Linked DNA regions of Mus musculus: region 2 is linked to region 1. A link is a contact called in public HiCAR-type data. All regions are on one chromosome and are shown on one strand. Each heading gives the region's core, a stretch centred on a gene start, on an enhancer-like site or on the middle of the called end of the contact. The rest is flanking DNA. Distances are from core to core; before and after follow the strand shown.

Region 1 (2,723 bases), core at 67-2,566:
TTATTAGGTATTCAATAACAGAGGGCTGATAAAGAATGTGTGGCATATATATCTATTTACACACACACAAACACACATATGGATTTTTTTTCAGTTTTAATGAAAAATGCAGAAAAATGGATGCAACTGAAGATAATTACAACAAGTGAATTAAGCCAGCTCCAGAAGGACACATTTTCTCTCATTTGTAGTTGCTAGATTACATGTGTGTGTGTGTGTGTGTAAATCATGTATATATGTGTGATATAGAAGTAGAAGAAACTGTCTACAGGGCAAAGGGGCCTCATGGGGGACAGAAAAGATAGTGGGGTGTACTAGGAGAGGAGTTATGCTAAGCATAAAATATATACTTGTACAAAACCCTCAAAAAGTTAAAAAACAAACAAAGAAACCACTGTCAAGGTCATGCAACCCGGAGAGCCAGCAATGGATGCTTCTAGAATGGATGGATGGAATCTAAGAAAGGCAGCCTCAGTCCTGATTTCCTGTAAGTTTCCAGCATTACAAATGTCCCCAGGGCTTTCAAGCAATGTGACTGCGGGGGAACAATTTTAGTTTCTCTTACTAAGGCAAACTCCTCCGCCCAACTTGGTTTTCTGTTGTGGGATATCTTCACTCCTCCATTTGGCAGCTGTGTGTCCTTGGCTTTTGCTTTATCCCACTGTGACCATTGGCTTATTTGGAAAATGGATTATTCTAATATTCACTTCCAAATCTCTGGGGGACCACTTGTAACTGTTGGTGAAAGGCCACCCACCTACGAGGATGTCGATGTCGCAAGAAGCCACGGGGTTACCCAGCAAGGCATTGCCACATCTGTGCTTCTAGGTGGACTTGTTGAGAAGGCGAGATGAGAAAAGAACGTTCACTCACCAGGGCAGGCCACATGCTTTGCAGATTCGGGTACAAAGTGCATGCACACTCTTGTGCAAAGCAAGCAAGCAAGCAAGCAAGCAAGCAAGCAAGCAAGCAAACAAACAAACAAACAAAAAGCTAAGATTGGATGAACCTGTGGCTCCGTTGTTTGAGTGCTTGCCTAACATACCTGAGGCCCTGGATTCAGTCTCCAGCACCGTCTAAAACCTGCTGTTTGCATTTACAGTGGTAGTGTGTTCCTTCCCCCTTAAGAGCGATCTTTCTCCCTAAGAGTCCTTGGTAGCTAGGAGGACTTGCCTCTAAGGGATAATTGCCTTGTGGCCTGCGGGTCTCAGAGGAGGCTTTGGCCACTGGCTAGTGCAGGCAACAGGCACCGCCTCCAGTTCTGTTTACTTGTTGCTCCAGGAGACGCACCCATGCCCGGAAATCTGTGCGCTCACAGTGCTCCTGCATCTTGGGTCCCAGCAGCATCTCCCGACCCAGCCAGCATGAGCCACAGCAGCTCCTTGGGCTCCGGGAGTCCGGAATGTCCCTGCAACTCCTCACCTCCAGAGGTAGAGTTCCCGCAGCTGCTGCCTGGGAGGGGCGCGGGCATCTTCTGTTTGCACAGTGTCCTGGGTGGGATTGGAGCAGCTCAGTTCCCACAGGGGCAGTGGTCAGAAATGGCAGGCCTTGAGGTGGTGCCACTCTGACCACTAAGATTGGCTAAATTCCACAGAGTAGCCTCTCCTGCGGTTCCTCCTCCGCCCTATCCCCAGGGAACAAAGGGATTGCTCCACTGAACTTAATTTTCGATTTAGAGCAGTGTCTTTCTAATTTAGAGGTGGCAGGATTAGCCCTGGGCCTCTCAAGGCCTGTAGACTGCTTATCGTTCCCAAACAGCAAGCGTGCTTAATTACTCCTACACCATACTTGGCATTGGGGGACTTACAGGTGTCACACAGAAGTAGGCAAGTTCTGGACCTGTCTGGAGTCTTCTTCAGGGATCCTCGAACCCTTCCCCTCAACCTCTTACCCCTGTGTGTGTGTGTGTGTGTGTGTGTGTGTGTGTGTGTGTGTGTACACGTACTGCCCCTCTAACCTGGGAAGGGTCTCAGGGCATATCCACCATATGTATCTTCTTAACAAAATTAGTTTTAAAACGCAGGTTGGATTCTCCAACATTCTATGAGAATTCAGTTTTTCAGCACATTTGGCTATCCCCTCCCTACACTTCTACGTTTCTCTGCTTCTTCACTTATTTGTGGGAAACCAGTAAGTACAGTGATATGTAAATAAAACTAGTTTTATGCCGGGAGTGGTGGCACACGCCTTTACTCCCAGCACTCGGGAGGCAGAGGCAGGCAGATTTCTGAGTTCAAGGCCAGCCTGGTCTACAGAGTGAGTTCCAGGACAGCCAGGGCTGTACAGAGAAACCCTGTCTGGAAAAACCAAAAACAAACAAACAAACAAACTAGTTTCATTCCCTGATAATTTTATATTTTATCCTAATGTAGTCTCTATTCTCTGTGAATTAAGATGGCTGGGTCATATATAAGCATGTGATTGTCATTTGCATATCTTTTTGTTTTGTTTTGTTTTGTTTTGTTTTGTTTTCGAGACAGGGTTTCTCTGTATATCCCTCCCTGTCCTGGAACTCACTTTGTAGACCAGGCTGGCCTCGAACTCAGAAATCTGCCTGCCTCTGTCTCCCGAGTGCTGGGATTAAAGACATGCACCACCAAGCCTGGCGTCATTTGCATATCTTTAACGAACCCATTCAAGGTAAATCACAGACCCTGCCTCCAAATATATTCTTGGAAGAATAAGGGAACTCACCAAAGTGCAATATACCTGGTGGTTTGAAT
Region 2 (2,723 bases), core at 86-2,585, 600 kb after region 1:
AGTTTGAGGGCAGCCTGGGTTCAACAGTTAAACCCTCTCTAAAATCAAATCAGGCCAAACACAAGGAAAAGAAAACACGCACGCACACACACACACACACACACACACACACACACAAGCACACTCAGGCACACTCCACACACACATATGCACACAAGTAACACTACCATCCGAACCCAAGTCCACTGGTTTAGACTCTGCCCATTCGCTAAGGCAGTGTGGCTAAAATACAGTCTCTAACTTTAGACAAATCTGTCAATTATTAATGTGAAACATTAATGGTATTCTAGAATCTTCCATATTCTCATCTAGCATAAAGGAAATAATGATGCTCCCATGGGCTTGTGCCATGCCACGTGAGATACAACTGGTATATGGTGTTTTGGGGTGTGTGACCTGGTATTAGACCACACCCATTCCATCAGATGATTCATTTAGTAAATTAACAATATAAGTTTAAAATTAGCTCCTTTTAGTGTTCATAGTCTTCACATAGTTTTCTTCTGAGGCAGGGACTTGTTATGTCTCCCAGGTTTGAACTCAGGGTCTTCCTGTCTTAGATTCTTAATGCCACCACATCAGCCAACCTTCACATGCATCTTAGGGTAATATACAGAGATGGATATTCTATTCATCATCTTTGGTGCACTGTAAATCACCTTTTAATTTCCATGAGTGTCTCTTATATCTTTTTAGCCAGGATTATCAGAAAGCAGTAATGTAAGCATGACTGAGCACACACAGGGAAAGAAAAGCATTTGTGAAGTTACTTTTGATGCAATCAGCATATGACTCAGTGCTGGCCCAGCACTCAACTTGGCTACACCGTGTGCACAAATCTTACAGCCACTAAGTCAGATCATGCTGGTCTTCGTGACCTTGTCGACCAGGGCGTGGTCTCTGTTACTGCTGATTGCTTCCCAGGACAATTAGGGGAGGTGATCACAACTAAGATTGGAAGTGGCGGCCATAGTCCTTAAGTGGCTCTACCCTGAAGGATTTAAGGATTGGGTGACTTCTTGCTTTGATAGATATCAGCTATTTTTTTTTCTTCCTGTACAGAGGGACCTAGCAGGTAGGGTATGCTCCTCTGCCACAGTCCACAGATTTTTCAAGATGTCAACCCTGTCCTTCTTTCCATCAAATAGACTTTCATTAGAATGATTCCCCAGTGGGGGTGTTTCAGAAAGACAGCTATTTATTGTTCTTGACTCAGCCTTTAAATATTTTTTATGTTGTGTCTTAAACTTTTCATTCCCTTCCTCTAAGTCACCCATAAACTGCAGCTGCATTAAATCAGCAAAACAAGTCTCTCGTCAAAGTGCAGGCTACCCTAACGGGCTCTCCCAGGCCCTCACACACTCATGGGCTCCCTTGGGAGTCTCGCTGAGATATGACCTCACAGGCAGAAGTACGTGACGAAGGCAATGCAGACAGTCTCCATCCAGTTACTGTACCTTACACCGCATCTGCTCTGCATGAAGTTCCTCATGGTGGTCAGGTAGAGGCTGAGATAACCTCTTTTTGAACATTCGGAGCTTCTCCAGAGAATTGGCTATCCCTCTCTCACATTTTTCCCAGTCCTATCAATAGAGGAGAAATAAATTGTATACATTTTTCTTTTTTTGGTGAGAAATTGCAAAACTATAAAATGAAAATAAATATTTGCTTTAATTGCCAGGGATATAATTATACCAGTGAATTGTGGGAAGGCAGGTCCACACTCACTGCCATTTTGAACATCATCATGTCTTTATCATCATAAGAGTTCAGTTCAACTTGACTCTGTGACTCTTTGGCTGTTTGTCTCTATGAAGCATGTGGTAATACACTTTTCTTGAGAAAATGGAAGTAAATTCTACAGTTGTGGAAGAATTAATGTCAGCAATGGCTATCAGGGCACCAAGCAAGCACAATATCCAAAGAATGTTTAACTTTGGATATTTAAACATGGAGTCCGAATCAAACACTGGGCAGAGTGGGAAAGTCATCTCGTTCCTGTCTCTCTCCCTATTCACACACAAGAGCCCTGAGTATCTACTTGCTCCCAAATGTACCACGGGGCTGTAACGCAATGAGACAAAACGCATCTTTTTGGAATCCAAACAAGCAGGAGTAAGAGAAAGACAGAATGTAAAGATGATATAATCTTAACTCTGATTCGCTCTAGGCATAGTATGAACCACCCACATTTGGTGTGCAAGCACACAAGAACCGCAGGTATTACAGACATGGTGTCTGTCTGGCTTCCCTTGGCTTGTGCTGAAATATGTCTGGAAGAGTTATGTGTTAACCCTGAAACACCTACTCAGCAGGAACTGGAAGAAATATCTGTCTCGTGACACATGCTGTGACACTGACGCAGGATATGTGGCCGAGAATGACAGCCTCGTGCATGTTGGATACCTGATTGAAGTCAAGGAAAATTATGCCTGGTGTCTGCCCATTTGGAAACGTGACACACCAAACTGGTAACAGGGGCTGCCTCTTGGGAATGGCAGCCAACTTGGGAAGGTGCTACAAGGGTGATTTCAACATACCACAACTACTACCTCAAGTTTTTAATGGCACATTTATTTTTTGTCTAATTCTTAAACTAAAATTTAAAAAAGGAATGTGAGAGGAACCATGCTGAGTGTTGATTTTGTTTTGTTTTTTATAGAGCGCTACTTGTAAGTTAATTATCATCAGGTATCTTAGTAGATGTCAGATAGCATTCAGTT

Evidence for each region. HiCAR-type assays count read pairs that join an accessible place to other places.
Region 2: a contact with region 1 is called in a HiCAR-type map of fibro-adipogenic progenitors, with 5 times the contacts expected there. The contact joins the enhancer-like site here to the promoter of Ccdc170 in region 1. A contact is called at or near these places in 1 of 39 promoter capture datasets (the C10 cell line), 3 of 115 datasets of contacts at active chromatin or transcription factors (embryonic fibroblasts, fibro-adipogenic progenitors and large pre-B cells) and 1 of 9 other capture datasets (liver).

Annotation. Positions count from the first base shown.
Region 1 is chr10:4,481,199-4,483,921 of GRCm38.p6, forward strand. It overlaps Ccdc170 (coiled-coil domain containing 170), which reads left to right and starts at 1,317. Exons shown (of 11, transcript NM_001370992.1): 1 at 1,317-1,430. The coding sequence starts at 1,365.
Region 2 is chr10:5,085,211-5,087,933 of GRCm38.p6, forward strand. Syne1 (spectrin repeat containing, nuclear envelope 1) reads right to left here. Exons shown (of 146, transcript NM_001347711.1): 126 at 1,458-1,583. Among named protein-coding and RNA genes, the nearest start is that of Gm51757, 240 kb to the right of the region's middle. Within about 2 kb of position 1,336, at least 42 of the 459 cell types and tissues checked have an H3K27ac peak or open chromatin away from gene starts, as enhancers often do. A contact at or near this core is called in embryonic fibroblasts and fibro-adipogenic progenitors, where this site is marked.